Linked DNA regions of Gossypium hirsutum: region 2 is linked to region 1. The links are chromatin contacts, called in public Hi-C maps. All regions are on one chromosome and are shown on one strand. Each heading gives the region's core, a stretch centred on a gene start, on an enhancer-like site or on the middle of the called end of the contact. The rest is flanking DNA. Distances are from core to core; before and after follow the strand shown. Region 1 overlaps LOC121219469 (a long non-coding RNA gene). Region 2 holds the start of LOC107886429 (histidine kinase 3).

The links. A called contact is a pair of places that touch in the nucleus more often than the background predicts.
Region 2: a contact with region 1 is called in a Hi-C map of leaf, with 2.0 times the contacts expected there. The contact joins the promoter of LOC107886429 here to the enhancer-like site in region 1. A contact is called at or near these places in 11 of 34 Hi-C or Micro-C datasets (anther, leaf and petal).

Annotation. Positions count from the first base shown.
Region 1 is chrA03:76,372,516-76,377,506 of Gossypium_hirsutum_v2.1, forward strand. It overlaps LOC121219469 (a long non-coding RNA gene), which reads left to right. Exons shown (of 2, transcript XR_005916255.1): 2 at 1-11. Among protein-coding and RNA genes, the nearest start is that of LOC121219469, 4.1 kb to the left of the region's middle. Within about 2 kb of position 2,481, at least 3 of the 9 cell types and tissues checked have an H3K27ac peak or open chromatin away from gene starts, as enhancers often do. A contact at or near this core is called in leaf, where this site is marked.
Region 2 is chrA03:76,404,602-76,409,754 of Gossypium_hirsutum_v2.1, forward strand. LOC107886429 (histidine kinase 3) reads left to right here and starts at 3,352. Exons shown (of 12, transcript XM_016810386.2): 1 at 3,352-4,849. The coding sequence starts at 4,361.

The sequences.
Region 1 (4,991 bases), core at 1,231-3,730:
CTCTTGTTTGATTTGGACTTCTTATACCTTGTTATCACTTTTAAAAAAAATAAAAAAGAATTATCAATCATGTAGTCTTGGGGTGCATATCATGATTTACATGCACATCAAAAGCTGGAAAACAGTACGTTTGATCATTTGGAAATAACCAGTGGCTCTTACAGTTCAATGAACTGGTCTGGACTCAACTCCATGTTTAGAATTTGGGGTTGAAAACATGGTACAGACCACATATCTGCAAATGTCTGAACATGAGTTCACGGGACAGGAATCAGGGTCTGGTAGATACCCCATGGATCAACTCTCAAACTTTTAAGTTCTATGGATAAAGCCAAAAAGAAAATGCTTATGATTGGCGTAGCTATTGCGGTGTGAGTCATCCAAAAAGAGAGCCATGCGGCGCTTACACAGCCGACCTATAGGAATGGCATTTGGCACTCCCTATATGTATCCTTTTTTTCTCATCAATAATCATCTTTAAAATATTATATTTTCTTTATTAATAATTTATATTATAACTAGTAAGTTTTTACTTTAAAATAAAGAAAGTGTTGATAAAGATAAAAAAATTGGAATTATACGTACGTATATTTAGTTGAATTTAATTAATTGGAATTGAGTTGAATTAATTATTAAATAATTTAATTTAATATTAAATTCTAATTGAAACTAATTATATACTTAGTTGTAAGTTTAAAAATTATACTATATAAATTGGAAACCTATCACATGTATTGTGAAAAATTAATGATATAAATCAAGGTGATATTTGTCATATTTTTTAATTTGGTTGTAGAGTTAAAAAAATTACACTAATGATATATTAAATAATTACTCATATAAACTAATATATTTATATCGTATTTAAATTTATAGATATTTATTAATTGAACTTTATTTTAATTAACACCATTACTGCATTAATAATAAAAAATGTAAGTTTCATCGTGTTTAAATATATTTTTCTTCCACTTTTAAGAATTATAGAGGAGTTATGATTAATAAATATTGTATAAAAATTTATGAGATACCCATTGATAGAATGCATTCAAGCTTTTAGGCTAAAAGGAGAAGAAGGTAGGTTTGGCAAATACCGACCGATGCATCAATGCGGAGACATCAATATCATTGAGTAATGGGTGGGTTGGTCCACCATTGAAATGTTCTGTGAACATATATCAACATTCAAAATTAATATAACCCCAAACTAATTAATCTAATCTTTTAATTTATGCTTTTCAAAAACAATAGTATTTTATTTTGTAATTTACTAAAAAACTTTAATTTATAAGAATCCAATTCATGTGGCATCTTCGGCGGACCAGATGGTCCACATCACACCACGTGCCAAACCCTTATAAGTGTTGAGATTACAGCTGATTAAACTTAAATAATTTTAGACACAACATAAATTCTTAATATATTTAATTATTTTTCTGTGATTACGTTTATATTAAGGTAAAAAATTGATTATAGTTTTTATCTCTTCACTATATTTAGTTAATTTTTATTTCACTAACATAATTAGAAATCTGGTGTGAAATTAAAATTTCCATCTTTTCTTTTAATTTTGAATTTCGGTTTGTAAAGATAATAAAAGAGATCAAAGTAAGCATGAAATAAAATCTCCAAAAGTACAGTAAAGAAATAACAACTATAATTTGACAATAGAAGAGCCGGCATCCTGACATGGCATGCAAAAACAAAGGAGAAATAGAATAAGTTAAAAGAAAACAAGGTTTAAACCTGGAAAATGATTGGGGTTGGGGGTTGGGGTTGGGGTTGAGATTAAGGGTGTTCATTCGGTTAACCGACCGGTTAACCGACCCGAAATTACTATAACCGAATTAACCGACCTTTCAAAAATTTTAACCGTTAACTGAACCGATTTTTTTAAAAAAAAATTTATGTATTTTAACCGAATTAACCGAAAATTATGTATTTTTTATTTTTGGTTAAAAATTACCCGAATTACCCGAATTACCCGAATTAACCGAATTAACCGAATTACCGAAAAATACCCGAATTTTTTTTATTTTTTATTTTTAAAATTTAAAAAATTTATAAATTATTAAAGTAAATTGGGTTTTAGACTTTAGTAAATTGGGTTGTCTTTTAGTTTTAGTTTTATTAGATTGGGTAATTGGGTAAACTTTAGTTTTAGTTTTATTGGGTTGGGTAATTGAGTTTGGGTTGGGTTGGATAATTTTATTTATTAATTTTTTCGGTTAACCGAAAATTTTCGATTAACCGACCGGTTTCGAACCGAATTAACCGTTAACCGAAAAATTATAAAAAAATTAACCGACCCCCAACCGAAAAAATTCGGTTAACCGACTGATTAACCGAATTCAGTCGGTTAACCGAATTTTTTCGGTTTTACCCGAATTATGCACACCCCTAGTTGAGATAGGGTTAATGGAGGGATGCCTGCCTACTTTATGGGACATTTAAAACGCTTCTTATTTATTCCTCCGCCAACCTCTTGACGATAGCAACTCGTCAGCTCTTTCTTCACACGTTGGTGGGTGGCGATGCCGTAAGCTCTGACGCCTGGTTGTGTCTTAATGTTAAATTCTTTATATTAATATATGACATTTGCTTAGGGTTCATGATACAATAACCTATCTGTTTAAATTAATATATATATTCTGCTTTGCTTTTGGTGCGACATTCAACTTTTTCGTCCCCTTTAGCTTTCATTCCTCCAAGTTTAACTTACAACTGAGTTTTTAATTTTATTGTTTCTCATGTTTGAACAAACTTCCTTTTCTTTAATATCGGAACTGTTTCCTCGTTGCTTTGGGACCCTTATCAATCTCATGTATAAAAAGTATGGAAGAATCTATTTATACGGACTTAATAAGTACATTTTTATAATTTTTTATACCATTAATAATTTAATTATTCAACTATTAAATTTATCAGTATAGTTATTTTTATCATGCATATAAATTTTTAAAATAATTTGATATTTCTATCATATCGATCTAAAATATTAATTTTATTAATTTATTTTTAACTATAGATTGTTAAGTATTTTTTAAAAAGTTTAAATACTAAGCTTCAAGCTATGATTTGACGATCAGGAAGATAGATCGGTACCCATTGACAAATAGAATAATATACCTTAGATCCAAGTAGATCTAGTGATCGGTGTTGGAGATCAGAAAAGAAAGTTTTTTGAATTTTGATTCGCAGATTCATGATATTTAAAGTTATTTCATGAAAAAATCTTAACTGTAGAATAGAAAGGGAAGAAAAACTTTCAATTGGTACGGACGGTGCAAATAGAGAAGACCATATAGTAATGATTTTAACAGTCTAATAACTTAAATGAAAACTTTTAAATAATTCAAGACTATTTTGTCAATGTGGCATTTTACCATGTCAACATGATCTACACGTGGTTGGGATTCAAACTTGATCAACATTGATGAGCAGATTTAATTTTTTTCTTTAAAGAGTTTAATTGAGTGCAAGTTTTGACGGACAACATAATTGATTTCTTTACTGGGCGCCCTTTTTACAGTTAAGCCTTGTTTTACTTCTCATCTTTCTCTTTTTCTGTTTTTCTCTAGTTTTCTAGGCAACCAAACGGACGATGCACGTAGAAGAACCATGATAGCAGGAAAATATAGAAATTTTTCCCTCTCCCTTCTCTTTTTATAAACAACCCCTCTCCTTTCTAAACTCAAAGTGAAACCAAAGTTTTGAATGGATTTTAATTATTGGGTTAAAAACTGCAACATGTAATGGCGAGATAAGTGTAGCTCTCAACCAAAAACATCTCCAATTAAGGAAAAAGCTGAAACCTCAACAAACAATAAGAAATACGTGCCCAGGGGCTTTCTTTTTTTATTATGGGTATTTATTTTTATCCTCTTTTTTTCTTTACAATCGAGGGTAATACCCAGATTTTTTTTTATGACTTTGGGTATTTTGTTTTTCCTCATATATAGCTATGTTTTGTTTTCTTTTTTAGATTTGTTAATTGGTAGCTTTAGTTCTTTTTTTAAATCCCCTATTTCACCGCCGTCCCTTTTCTTGGTGAGGTTTTTAAGGCACTACCTTTTTTTTTCCCCCAAATTTCCACTAAATTTTCTTAATTTAGATCTAAAAATCATTTGCTAATTTTTATTTTTATTTTATTACAGCTTATGGTGTCAAGTGTTTTTCTATGGAAACAGTGAAAGAATCTATGAGTTTTACTTTTCTTATTTAATTTGTATTTAATTTTCCACTGGATTTGATGCCGATGTTGTTCTCATCAATGAGTAGATATTGTGGTTTCGTGATTAGGTTGTTTCTTAAGAAGCCATGGAAATCGACCCTAAAGATGATGTATGAAAGGAGAGTGTTCTTGAGGAAATAAGAAAATTTTTGGGAAAAAGCAAATCTAGTTTACTTGAAAAGAAGAGAATTTATGGGTTTACTAGATTTGTTGGGTGAAAATTTTTCTTTGATATGAGTTTACTAGATTTATTGTATTTTTAAATTGTATTTATTATATTTTTTATATAAAATATTTGAGCTTGTATTTTTTATTATGTTTGTTTTATTGAAAATTATTTCTAAAAAATGATTTACTTTTTTTTAAAAGTTAATATGTTCTGGTGTTTTGATGAATAGTTGATGTTATTTGACAGATTTCTTAAAAATATTTAATAAAAGTCGTTTTCAATGAAATAAACATACATTTGAGATTTTCGTATCTTTTCATTATTTAATTGATTTTATTTTATATCTATAAATTTATATTTTACATTTTTTACATATGTTAAAAATATTTTGTTATATTCAAGTTCATTACAACATCATTTTTAATTACATAAATATTAAGTGAATATTTTTATTAAAAAATGTGACATCAAAAAAATTGACAAAAACATTAACAATGTCAACAAATGGACTTGATTTTCAAATCTGAAAGATAGAGAGGCTAAATTCTTGAAAATAAAAGTATAAAGACTAAATTGTAAATTTGTAAA
Region 2 (5,153 bases), core at 2,102-4,601, 33 kb after region 1:
AGTAACAAGAACAATTTATTTTATTTTTGAGAGAAAAAAGTATTTCTCCTAAGCTAAAAATTGGCTCAAAAGTACTTTTTTCAGAAGTTGAAAATTTTAACTTTTCCTTAGAATTTTTTTTCCAAAAGTATTTTTGAAAAATATTCCTAAACTAGGCCGTACTCTAATAAGCCTTTCGCCCCAAAATTTGTGACCTTCAAAATTATTTCCTGAAAAAAAAACTAAATTGTAGAAGTAAAGGGAAAAAAAGCTTTCAGTTGATGCATATGGTGCAAATAAAGAATGTTATATAACAACAATTTTAATTGTCTAATGACTTAAATGAAAACTTTTAAATAGTGACTATGTAACTTTTTAAAATTGAATGACGAACACATAAAATTATTAATAATATCAATTAGAATAATTTTTAAAAATGAATAATATATACTCTTTTATTTAATATTATTGTATTGCTATGGAGAAAAAGAAGAGCTTTTACGAACTCACATAAAACTAAAAGCCCCGACGCAAGCGTCCAGAAAAGGAAAAAGACAGGCAGCTGCAAATAGATGAATAAATGAAGGCAAAGTCATTATAGAGTTGAAAACGTGGGAGGTTTTGATTGGCTATGAGGAAGAGGGAAGTCGATAAGCCAGAGAGACCGACTCTAATGGCGTGTTTGGATAGATTTATCTTCGTTCCATTATTTTTCATTAATTAATAAATCATTATTTATAAGTTAAATTTAAATTTAGTACGAGTTTTATACATTTAAATTTTCTATTAATAGAAAAAAGTAATTGAGTGGATCTTATCCAGTGTTTGAATAGAAAATTTAAAAAAAAAAATTATATCAAGATTTTTAAAATTTTAAAAATAAATTTAATTGTTTAAGTAAAATTAATTAAGAAATTGAACATTTTTGATGAATTTTAATAGAGAATTTAAGTGGCATAAATTGCTTTCTCAAATTCTATTTAAATATGTGTTTTTCCATTATTTTATTTTTACTCTGCATGCTCTGCTATGAAAATTTTTTTTTTATATATTATTTACTTAATTTTAATATATATCTTAAAATTTTATTTATTAAAAATATTTATAATTTTTTTACAAATCTAATCACATCCACATTAAATATTTTATATATTACTATTTTAATAATTTATAAAATTATAATAACCCAAACAATCATTAATAAAAAGAGGAAGTGAGCTGTCCAGTAATATTTGATGGCCTACTCACCACTTTAGTGACATTGCCTTGATTAAAGTCTGCCCCCGCTTTTTATTTTTTTTAACTGCCCTTAATTACTCTTTTACTACTACATTATCGCTCATTCATATTTCTTTTTATTTACAAAAATAATCTAATTTCTTTGAAACCTTTTAGTATTTAGTATATCTCATTACCATTAAACAAAACATAAAACTCTCTCCATATTTACAAAACATTTTATTTGACAAATCATTTAATTAATTAATTTTTTTTCATACTATAAACTAGGGGAAAGAGATTAATAATTGACTTATCATTACCCGTCAGTTTTCCTTACAGATTATCATTGTCAAACGTGTAATTCAGTGGAGTTTCAATTTAAACTGTAGACCAATTTTTTTTAAATTTATAATTTAAAATCCAGTTTTAATTTCAAAAATTTGTTCGTTCTCATTCAACCATATGATTTATTTTAATGAAAAACGAGTTTCATTCTTACACTTACTTTTAGATTTTATTTGTTGAAAAAATGTAAAATGAAGATTTTATTAATTAGAAGATTGAGGTTTATAATTCAATTAAAAAAAAACAATTCATTTTCTACTTGTTTAATCATTAGTTTTTAACATTTTTTTTAAATCAAGATGTTGATTATTAGTAGTAGTGATTAATCTTAGTCGTAAGTGTTTTTTAAAAAGGTAAAAAACTGACCATGAAATGTATTTAATTCTCATGGGTAGAGATCAAACTCTTTATCTATGTATCTATTATCTCTGGCTTTAATTGAGTTGGTGCCACTCATCAATCAAATTTTAATTTAGTTGAGAAATTACTAAAAATACATTTCTTTTCTATAAAGTAAGTTATATTATAATGAGAGCATTTTTGTCCATTTAGAATTTTATAAATCAATTAAAATTTATACACAATAAAATTTAAACAAAAAAAAACACTATAAATTTAAAATTTGCATTTCAAGTTTCAACCAAAACATCATAAACTTTTAATAAGTATATTTTGTTACATAATATTTTTTCATCTATATTATGAGTGTCATATTTTAGTTATACTTAAAATTTCTAATATAATTGGTGTCACAAATTAATTGAATTGGATTTTAAATATTGGACTTTATCATTTTAATTAAATTTTCATTTAATTTTTTATATAAATTTTTAATAATATATTCTTATGAATGTACCATAATTTAATATATATTATTTTTCAACGTCCTTAAACATACAAATGGAAAAAAAAACTCAAAAAAATTATTTTTAATTTTTTTTAGAAAATTATATTTGTTTTATGAATAGCACATAAACTAACACATTGTCAATAAATCATAAGATGTTAATTAAAAACTATTTATTTATTTATTTATTATACTTTTAAATGGTTAATTTATTTATGGATGATGCAAAATAGTATTGATTTAAATATATAAAACAAGGTAGTTTTATATCTTTTCATAATTATTCTTATGGATATTTTAACAATTTAACCAGAGGCGAAGTCAGGGGTTGGCATGCGCCCCGCCCCCCCTAAAATGTAAATTGTTCTTTTAGCCCTTAAAATGTTTTAAAAAATTTAAATTAATAAATGTAAAATTACACTTTGGCCTCCCCTAAAATTATAAAAATTCGATTTAATCCTATACAAATTATAAAGATATAAACTATAAAAAATTAAAATTTTATCTGGCCCCCTAAATATTTATTCTGGCTTCGCCCCTGAATTTAACCATTGGATTTTTCAATATATTTGTTCTTGTCATATAAGTGAACTTTTGAATCGACCAATATTTTTATTATATTGATCTAAAATATTATCTATATTAATATATATTTAGTTGTTTGAAATTTTTTTCATAAAATAAATAGTTAAAAAATTTAATTTGTGCCGAACTTAACATAGATGATTGAAGAATGAATATGACGATTGAATTGATATAATATTAATCATATAATTGTGTAAAACTATTTTATTTTACAACTATATAAATGATAATTAAATATAAAAAATATGGTTTTCTCATTTTATGCTGGGGGAGGTTCCAACTTTTATTAATTGAATTAGTTAATAAATTAAAAGGGGAAAAAAGAAAGAATAAGATAAGGTTGCATTAGTGCAACAGTGATAGTAGTAGAAAATGAAATGTTAAATTAAATACATTTGTAAGCATTGAATTTAAATTTATATTATTTTTGTTGAGAAAATAGTAGTAGTATTATTAAATTAGGGGGGGTTGGGGTGTCGTGAATGGTATGGGTAGAGATAATGGCCTATGCTAGCAGACATTTCTACAACCATATTCTTCTCATCTTCCTTTCATAGATTCTCTCAATCGTAGATGTCCATTAGTCCTACTCTTCTTATGTTCTTCTTTTCCCTCTTCAACTACAGCAGCAAAGTGTCATCTTTAGTAAATAATAAGATTACTTTGTACTAAAAATCAGCTCGAAAATTCTGTTGATAGATCTCAACAGGGTGTTGTTACAGGTGAAGTTTGGGTCTGGGGGGTCAAACAATAAAACCCACATGTTTAATTGCTGTCTTGGTGCTTGATTTTAGGAATTTAAGGATTTCCTGTCAGATTCTTTTGGCTTGAGGGAAGATTATGTTAGCTAAGTTTTTATTGATTTGATATCCAGTTTTGGAACCCTTTTGGTTTTCTGGACATTTTGGCCTAGTCTTTTTCTTGTTCTGGGATTTGGGTGGTGGTTAGAAAATTGAAACTCAGAATCTAGAGGGATTCTTTCATTCTCTCTATTTCTCTTTTTCTTTTATGGTAATTTTGAAAAATTTCCATGGTCTTCCTCAATTCAAGGTCCTATATCTTGCATTTCTCAGTTATTAGAGGGTGTAGTGCTGGATAAGATGGCATCTTTTGTTTTTTTTCTTTCCCGCACGGTTACAACACCTTCTGTCTTGTAGTCAATTTGGAGTTTGCTGGGTTTTTTTTAAAATATTTTATTCTCTTATCCCAAGGTTCTTGAGGTTTTCTGGAGATGTTGGATTTTACTAGACAGTTTTCTATAGATTTGACAATGGGTCTCTCTCTTTTCTAGCTGGAATAAACAAGCAGGTAAGACCCACTTTCAGGCTAAGGGGGGGGGTTACTGTTTGCTTAGTTAGCTGGTAATTGGTCACTGTTTCTTGGATGAGTTTGCTTCATGTATTTGGGTTTGGTTTAAAGGTGGGGCATCTGGTTTGGATGTTATGTTGCTGGATAGCATCTATGATTTCAATGAACTGGTCCATTAATGGTGAATTTAAGGACCCCAAGGCTGGTCTCCTTGGTGATAGTGGTAGCAAGATGTGGTTCAAATGTTGGGATGAAATCTCAAAGTATAGCTTCAAGATCCACCATCAGTACTACCAGTATATTGGTTCCAAGAGAGTTGGCAAGTCTTGGTGGAGAAAGCTCTTGTTTTCATGGGTAATTGGTTGGACCTTGGCTTCTATTTGGATCTTCTGTTGTATGAGCTCTCAAGCTACCGAAAAGCGCAAGGAGATGCTCGCTAGCATGTGTGATGAGAGAGCTAGGATGTTGCAGGATCAATTTAATGTCAGCATGAACCATATCCAGGCTCTCTCTATTTTGATCTCAACTTTCCACCATGGGAAATACCCATCTGCTATTGATCAGGTAATCCATATCCTCTTCTTCCAACTTTTTCTTAGCATTTTTTTTGTGCTTGATTGCGAATTGTTTAGTGTCTTCTTTGCCTTGTGCTCAAATCAAACTGTGAAATCTTGTTGCTCTTTTTTTGTTTTTTTTTTTAAATTTACTATGAAATTCAATCTAATTGCCAATTAAATTGATCTAGGTTAATCTTGGCTTCTCATTTGATGTGATTGATTGCCTGTGATTATACATTTTCAACTATAATGGTTGCTCCTGAATTTTAGATCAAATTGGAATTTTGGCAACTTGATACATGTTCCTCCTT